Regions from separate parts of the Anas platyrhynchos genome. Here region 2 is linked to region 1. Evidence: chromatin contacts called from public Hi-C data. All regions are on one chromosome and are shown on one strand. The core of a region is the stretch at or near the end of the contact, and the rest is flanking DNA. Distances in the headings are between cores, read along the strand shown.

Evidence for each region. Hi-C and Micro-C count contacts between places; a contact is called where the count stands out from the background.
Region 2: a Hi-C map of liver shows a contact between it and region 1, with 4 times the contacts expected there. The contact joins two enhancer-like sites. A contact is called at or near these places in 2 of 8 Hi-C or Micro-C datasets (liver and skeletal muscle).

The regions. Positions count from the first base shown.
Region 1 is chr13:15,029,553-15,033,698 of IASCAAS_PekinDuck_T2T, forward strand. No RefSeq gene overlaps it. Among named protein-coding and RNA genes, the nearest start is that of DUSP7, 110 kb to the right of the region's middle. Within about 2 kb of position 2,044, at least 6 of the 8 cell types and tissues checked have an H3K27ac peak or open chromatin away from gene starts, as enhancers often do.
Region 2 is chr13:15,124,379-15,128,524 of IASCAAS_PekinDuck_T2T, forward strand. LOC119718281 (a long non-coding RNA gene) reads right to left here. Exons shown (of 3, transcript XR_011812597.1): 1 at 323-4,146. Among named protein-coding and RNA genes, the nearest start is that of DUSP7, 15 kb to the right of the region's middle. Within about 2 kb of position 2,128, at least 1 of the 8 cell types and tissues checked has an H3K27ac peak or open chromatin away from gene starts, as enhancers often do.

The DNA of each region.
Region 1 (4,146 bases), core at 794-3,293:
ATGGAATCGGGCTAGTACTACAAAAACAAACATTGCTTCAGCTTCGCAACCAAACTAGCAGGAAAAGGAGGAGATCTGGGCAAGCCCCTCCTGGTGCAACCAGGTGCAGAGCCACGCAGCTGGTCACAAAGACAGCTCGGAGCCAGCTCCCCAGGTTTTGTAGAAAACCAGAGCAATTCAGGCTCAGCAAATTTGGGGAATTCTATGGGAAATGGCTTCCTGGGTGTCTGCTGGTTGGAACTGCAGGCTGCCAGCTTTCTATATAACCTTGGTGAAATACCAGAATTAAGCTGGCTGGATGGGTCTCAAAGGTACTGCGTATGAATACACCACATCCAGTCCTCCCTTAGGGAAACATTTGCTATAATGCAGACAGGATTCCTAAACCAGGAAAATCCTAACAGGAGCAGTGCCTTCATCCAAGCAGGACCAACAGATCAAGGGACTTCAGTAATCACAACTGAAAAGCACAGTCCAAACTGCTGCTCCCACTGGCGTCCCCCTGTGTCCCCGATAAATCCTGTCTCTCTTCCAGACATAGGGGAGGCTGCTGTGAAAATGACACTCCAGGTCATGCAAGATCACTTTGCGCTGAAAAATGCTTACACTCAATTTCTCTCCAGCTCAGTTAGCCTTTGGGCCATCTTCCTAACTTTGACAGTAACATCTGTCACATAAAATCAGTTCTGGAAGCTTTTTTTTTTTTTTTTTTTTTTTTAATTTCTTTATATGAATGCTCTGCATTTGAAAAGGCAGAAGGCTGACGGGAGCAGGGAAAGAGGGAATGAGCACGTCCCAGCGGAGTAACAGAGGACAAGGTTAGAAAACGTGAAAAATGTGCAAATGCCCACATGCTGCTGCTGCTACAGCACCACTGCTGGAGCCACAGGGGGCTGAAGACGGTTCAACCAATTCACACCTCCCCGAACTTTTGCAGCTTCCAGTTCAGATATGAAAAAGATCTTCGGGGGCATTTCTTCCCAGTTTCATTCCCAGATGTAACAGATGGTTTATTCTGCGACAATTCTTCTCAGAGCCCCCGTCTTGCTGGCCCTAGCAGAGACAGGGATCTGGCTCACCATGTCCAACATCCTGCATTTTGCCCGCGTTTTCCCAGACACAAAAGCCAGTGCATCATCCTGTACAGCTTCTCAGAAGCAGTGACGGAACTGGAACAGCAGCCAGTGAGGGCAATGACACTCCAGTGGGAGGGGAACAATTCTGGTCCCATGCCCCAGCCCATCCCCAACAGGACAAGGACATCACCTCCAGCAGGAGCAAAGTGTCAGCCAGCGCTGGCTCCTCCCCTGGTCCTGGGTCGGAGCAGCTGAGATTTCATCACAAGGCCTGGGAATGGGGATCAAGTCATTAAACAAGAACCCCTGTTTCCATTCAAGTGGTTAGAAAGAAAAAGGAAAAACTCCACGTCACGAGATTCATGATTGCCAGAGGCTTTTGGTGCTGCAGGTCGCAATTAGCAGCCACCCAGCCATTAGCAGAGATACCAGCTCGCTGTGCTTTCTGTACGAGGTGTGCATACTGCACTGTCAAAGCTTTGACTCACAGCTATTTATGGGATGGCAGATACACCCTGTGGGGCAAATGTAAATGCCTCCCCTGGTCAAGCCTGTCTCAGATGCCATTCAGTGGGACTTCACAAGATTAGCCCTTCAGGCAGAGTTGGATTTTAGATATCCTTTAATACTGCACTGAAGCAGTCACCACCAATTCCTATCAGTGTCAGCAGACGCTAATGCCAGGCCTCTGTGTGCAGCCCTCACTTTCTCTTTAAAGATTTATCAGGTTCACACCACAGCGCTGCTATCAGCTAGCTCTTAAAAACAGCCTTGGAGTGCACAGGCGTGAGCCTGCTCACAGATACCCACATTAAGCCAAGAGCAGAACTTATCCCTTACTGCTAATAGGGGAAAGAGAACAAAAGTGAAAGTGCCATAAATAAATCAAAGGCCAATTGCTGCCCTTAGCTGTACACGAGATGGAAGGGATCATCTAGGACAGACAAGATAATTGAGTCTGAGGAAGCATGCCGAGGACAGGGCTGCGTGCTGCCTCTGCCTCTTGCCCCACAGACACTGCCAGCGAGGCAAAGTCTGCTGCTCCTCGTGCACCCACACGGGCTCTGGACCACACCATGGGCAAGTGCAGACGACAGCCACCAGCCCAGACACATCTGAGACCCACAGCTGGGGGAGCCAGGAGAGGCACCCGCCAGCAGGATAGCTGCAGCTGCACAGAGCTGGCACAGAGACAGCCATCCACGATCCCTCTCCTTCGGCAGGTTTCTGAACAAGAGGGGACAGCTCTGTGCCAGACGCTCTGCTGACACAGGTAGGCAGAGCTCCACAGATACCAGTGCCTCTGCCAGTGGCTGACAGCTGAGGACCAGCTCTGAATCGCCTTAACCACATCGGCGCCTGCTGCATTTCAAGTGGGAGCAAGATGGTTTGGGTTTTCTCAATGCACCGTTCAAGCCACAGCAAAGAGAAGCCAGGAGGGAAAGATGAATGCAATATTTACATAAAGCAATGAATGGGCTTACTAGAAAGGCTCTCCTAGTGCCAGTGTTTTTCCCTCAGTAAGGGTTCACTGCATTGCTGTATTCCCCTTTGGTTTGTCAGCCATCTTTCTCCTTTATTAGGAAGGAAAAATTCACGCCCTGCAGCTCATTCAGATGGCAAGACTTGAAATATTGCGTGCATGCTCCACACCAAAAAATCATACAGCCTCAAAACGTTTTCTTTTCGGAAAACATCTCCAAAATGCAGTACTAGGAGGATCAATTCAGGCCATGCTGCCACAACCCAGCCTTAACTTTATTCCCCCTGGCACAGCAGTAGTTCTCCGTGTTTTCCTCCTTGAAGAATTACATCTCATTGAAAGCTGGCCTTGCTTTTAGCTACTCCAAAACCTGAGCCAACGCGGTGGCAGGCGTGGCTCTAATACACCTTGACACTTTCACTAGTTAAGGGTTATAAGAGGCTGTAACACTCTCAGGGCAATTCTTCTCCTAGTCCTGGCAACAAAAAAATGAAGCAAGCTCTCCCAGCTGCAACAAGGGAGTGGGAGCAGGGACAGCACTGAGACTGCAAGGGAAAGCTCCCACGAGTTTCTTATCATAGGGCTATTTCCTTCCTCTTTGCATCAGTTTTTCCTGCCAGGACTGAATGGTGTTGCTATGTCCTAATGAAGAATTGGACCTATTACAGCACATGGGAAATTCATTTTCATAGAAATTCAGGTTTGCTACAGGTGAAAGGAGTTGTGCAAAAGGAGCCTGTTAAAATGTAACCAGTCATCGGATGTACCAGTTAATCATCCACATGGAAGCTTGTCCCCTCTAATAATCATTTTCCATGGTTGCAGAATTAAAACTTAACTGGTCGTTGGCTTCAGAAATGACCTTGTCTGACAGGGAAGAGAGAAGGGGAAACAACAGTAACATGACCTTCCAATGTAAATTCTGGGTGAGGACAGGAAGGGAGAAAACCACTGCTGGTACATTCCAGCTGCCTCGCGATTGACTTCAACTGGCCGGCAACCTCCTGCCTTCAGGGGCAGCAGGCTCGTGCCAACTTGAAAGTGTGAACTGAGCACTGTATTTTCATGAAGACAGACACCAACATGGTTTATCAGACACATAGGAACACTCCAGGGAAGGCCCAGAAACATCCTTGCATTTGGACCTGACTGTGCCAGCAGGGATGGATGCCCTTCTGCACAGGCACCCCAAGCACAGGGCTGGGATGTTGCAAGGACAAGAGATGGAAACATCATAAAAGTATTTAAAAATCCAAAGCACAGATGAGAGAGAGTGTCCAAACAGATACTAAGTGTGACAACCCCCCCCTCATGGCATCCAGCATCAGCAAGAAAAATTTAAGAGGTTAAAACACTCTTGTACTCACGGTGTTAACACAATTTTACCACAGAACCTGCTACAACTCTCACATCACATGTAGAACTATTTTAGCCTACTACTGATGGGGCAGAAACGAACTTCTTCCAAACAGACAACGAAGCAAGCAGAAGACAAAGAAAATACAAAATGCAAAAGACAAAGAAAAGACAAAAATCACTAGATGTGAAAAAATCTCTGCTTCCTATGACATCCAAGTCAGACTTCAC
Region 2 (4,146 bases), core at 878-3,377, 95 kb after region 1:
TGGGAATTTGATCCTATCTTCCACAGAGGTTACTCCCTGATGATAGGAAACATCTAGTGTATGTAGGCAGGAAGCACCAACAGAGGATTACAACGAGGGCTCTCTCCTAATCCTCGTTACGACATCTCCACGGATCAGGAACCCCACTTGAGCAACAGGAACATCAGGGACCTGTCTCGCCCCTGCGCTCCCACACAGCGTCTCGCCCCACTGTGGCCTGGCTGAAAGCAGCACACGGGGGCTGCAAGGGCACAACTAGCTGCCCCGACCCTCCCAGCTCCTTCCCCAGCACCCAGCTCTCAGCCAGAAGCATGGTACTTACGTGACGGGAGAGGGCAGATCAAACAAATCAAGTGCTCTGGGAACCGGTGCCTTGCCCCAGCATTACTCAGAGGAGACGAGAGGCAGGTTTAGTGACGAGAGAGATGGCTTTCCATCACCTAAACTGTTCATTTCAGCAGCTGACGCTGATAAAGAACAAGATGCTCAGTGTGTCTGCTGAAGGAAAGCCCCTCTCCCTGCTTTGGGTATGCTATAGGACATTGCCCACCTGCTGCAGTATCCCTTTGAGAACAGATGTACAATATCCTCAGCAGTTTTTCTCCTCCAGCCAGGCACTTCATCTTTCTTCTCCGAACAGAAGAGGCAGAAGAAGAGGAGGAACAGCATTGCCAGCCCCCATAAAACCTCCTCACACACACACACAGTCACAGTGGGTTAGGTGTAGGTTATTACAGGGCAGTATCTCCATGGAAGAGCAGAGGAACCAGAGCCACTAAGCCTAGCTGGATCGAGCTACATCGTGCCTCATCTCCAACAGCAGCATCTAAGGAAGGATGTAAGAACAGGGTGAGAGCATAGCCATGTTCCATTACAAATGCTTTCCCGGGATCCAGCTATTTGCAGCTCCAGGACCTTCTCAACCAGAGACTGTGTAGTGGTATTTAACAGCCCTCAATGGATTTTTCTTGCATTAGTTGCTCCAGTTTCCCCCAAACCTGCATAAACTTTGTTCACCACAGATCTACTCAGTGCATTTGAACTGTTTGTGATCTTTTTTTTCCTGGGAGCTGATTTTTAGTTGTTTTGTTTTTCAAACAAAAACACAAACACAGCACCAAGCCTTGTTCCTCTAGCCCAGTTCATTGAACTTCTGCGATCTGTCACCCACGTGACACCGTCCTGTTTTGAGCCCCCTGCACTGAATTACGATGAATTACTGATTACAACGGCTCCCTCTCCCTCCTGGATTGCTTTGCTTTTCTCAGCATCTTATTGCACAACCCCACTACTCTCAATTACAAGGACTTTCTACAGCTATTCACCATAGCTTTTGTTTTTTGCTGCTCTGAATAGCGAGCAGCAGACTTCATCTGCCATTTACTCCTATTTATCATTAACAGACCCATTCAGCAGCTCCGACCTTTGACAGCCCCTTGTCACAGTTGACTAATGTCAATTCCCTATCGGGAAAGCTGGCCCTTCACCTTTCGATCTTCATTTCCCATCTTTCAGCTTATTATTTACCCATTAGAGACCGCCATGAGATATCTCAAAACCCCAAGAGCACAACAGGACCTCCAAGCTCCCCAGGGTCCCGCCACCCATGGAGAATTTTCCTACCTGCTCTCCCACTCAACTCCTCAGCTCGCTGGCCTCAACAACATCCCCCAAGAAGGGTCCCAGCCATGGGCACCTTGCCACAGAGGGAAGCAGAGCTGCACCCCAGGCACAGCGTCGTCATAGCATTTAAGTACAGCCTGATACAACATGAAGGCAGCAGCCAGGCACCACCAAGACTGAAGACTCTAGTCCTCAATACAACAAAGGTGAGCAGAGCGCAGCCTTTTTCCCCCAAAGACAATTTGCCATCCTGCCACCCACAACCCCCTCCGTCGTCCCTGTGGAGTTCAGCCTTCACTTCCCAGTCTCATCACACTTTTGTGAAGCGTCCTTCACACTCCTCCACCCCAGAGCTACCCAGATTTCAGCACCCAGAAAACAAGCCCCAGGAAAAGTACCTTCCTCTTCTTTCACAAGGAGCGGCCGATTGCTTCAGATAATGATATTAAAGTGAACAAGTGGGACACTGAGAAGCAAGATCAGTTCCCACAAAGACTGGGTAGTAATGAGAGTGGTTAAAGACAAGTAATGAGTGGGTGGTATTTGTCAGCTTCATAATGTAGATTATAATTTGTTTATTACTCTTGCTACTGCTTTCGCTGCTGTTGGAATGCAATTAATTAATAGCACCTATGAGTCCTGCAAGTATCTGTCATCCCTGACCTACAAATATCTCCATGCCTCTGCTGCACATGCAGTTGCATTGGACATTTAATGGCATTGCACGGCCAACAGAAAGCATCTCAGCTTTCAGGAAGAAAAGTGAAGACCTCCCAAAGCAAAACCAAAGGCACCTCCACAAAGGAGCAGGCTCAAAGCAGCTTTGGTTGTTCAAGACAACTAACCATCATCTAGCTTTGTCCATATTTCAGGAGAGCAACATCTGGGAATTATTCCAGACTGTCAGAGTTCAGAGCTTGATTTTTGACACTAAGGCAGGGAAAATGTTCCTGTGTGCACCTTCATCTCTTGGTGGCCCACCACCACTTTTGAGGTAAGGCAGCCACACCCCAGCCCATCACCAGGCCTCAGCGTTCCCAGTTTAAATCACTGAGACTTTTAATCAGGCTCAGGGTGGTGACTGACCTTGTTAGCCGAAGGCTGGCAGCAGCACCAAGAGCTTTCCTCACACACTATGTACGATCACGGAGTGCTCTCCACAAGACAGACAGGTCTCTGCTGAGAGGGTCCGTCCTCTCCTTCTGTCTGAGACAGGCCCAGCGAGTCTGGTCTAGGGGATGAGGCTGCAGGCACTGGACTGAAACTGCTGCTCTAGGAGAAGCATGCAGGGGCAAATAGATGGGGCTTTCCTGGCTGCTGTTGCTTCCCATCATATTGCCTGAGAACTGAAGCACTGATTCTGTATCAGGCAGTGCACACTGGCAGAGAGCAGCTTCAAACAGGACCAGATTTGTTTTATATATAAAAAAAAAAATGAGATTTGTAAATCTACATGGGCACACATGCACTTCTCTCCACTTCTACGGGATTTAAAACTAGACTGGGAATTTCTCTGGACCAGCCTCAGCAGCTGGCAACACAGGAAAGGAACTAACTGGTTGCTTTCTGCATTTTCAGGCAGTTTTTGTGCAGTTCAGCCCCTTACTTGGACCCTCATTAGCCCGGCATCCCTCAACACCATGTTGTGCTGCAGGACTCAGTAGTCAGAGGCAGACAGGGTCAGTGGAGAACTGCTGCTTTGCTAACTTTCAATAACAACCCTCTGGCCCCTCCCCAAAACACTTAAGTCCTTCCCTTTGCGAAGGAAAACATGCTGCAGGGACATAAATAAAAGCCAGTGGCAAATTTCAGCACTGAACTGTGCTATCAGTGCATGTTTGGGCACAAGCTAGCGACCACTGAAGTCAGCAGAAGTTTGGAAAGACAAAACACCTCCCACACAAAGGAGAGACAGAGGCAGCAGTCAGAGCTGCGAGGCAGATAAGCTGCCTGTCAGAACAGGCTTGGACTGTCCTAGCAGGAAGAAGAAGTCCAATGAGAGGGAAAGCTATTTGGGGAATGAATGAATAGTGAAGCTTCTTGTTGAAGCTTTGAAAAAAAAAAAAAAAACACACACACACACAAACAAACAACAAAAAAAAACCTTTCCCAAACATCTCTCAGCTTTCTGCCAAATGGATGCAGGGCCAAGACATGCAGGAGCCTGCGTGAACCTCTAGCACAGGATCACTTGAAGACAACAGCCTGGATGGGGGCAGAAGGAAGGTGATGAATGGCAGAGAGGATACAGACAGAGCTGATCCCTGCTCTGTGGGAGGAGAGGGCAGCTTTCTCTGGACTCAGCACCCAGAAACCCTTCAAACTCACATCCAGTATCCTGCTTTGAACACCTTCAAGAGGATCCTGCCTGGTCTCTCAGGGGGTCCAACCCTGCACAGACTGATGCCTGCTCCAAACAGTCTGGAGTCAATCCTCCAGGCCATTTTAGAGCAAGAACCAAACTGCATCACTGGAACAGGGAAATAAAATGATGGGTGTAATTTAGAACTACATTTGTGGAAG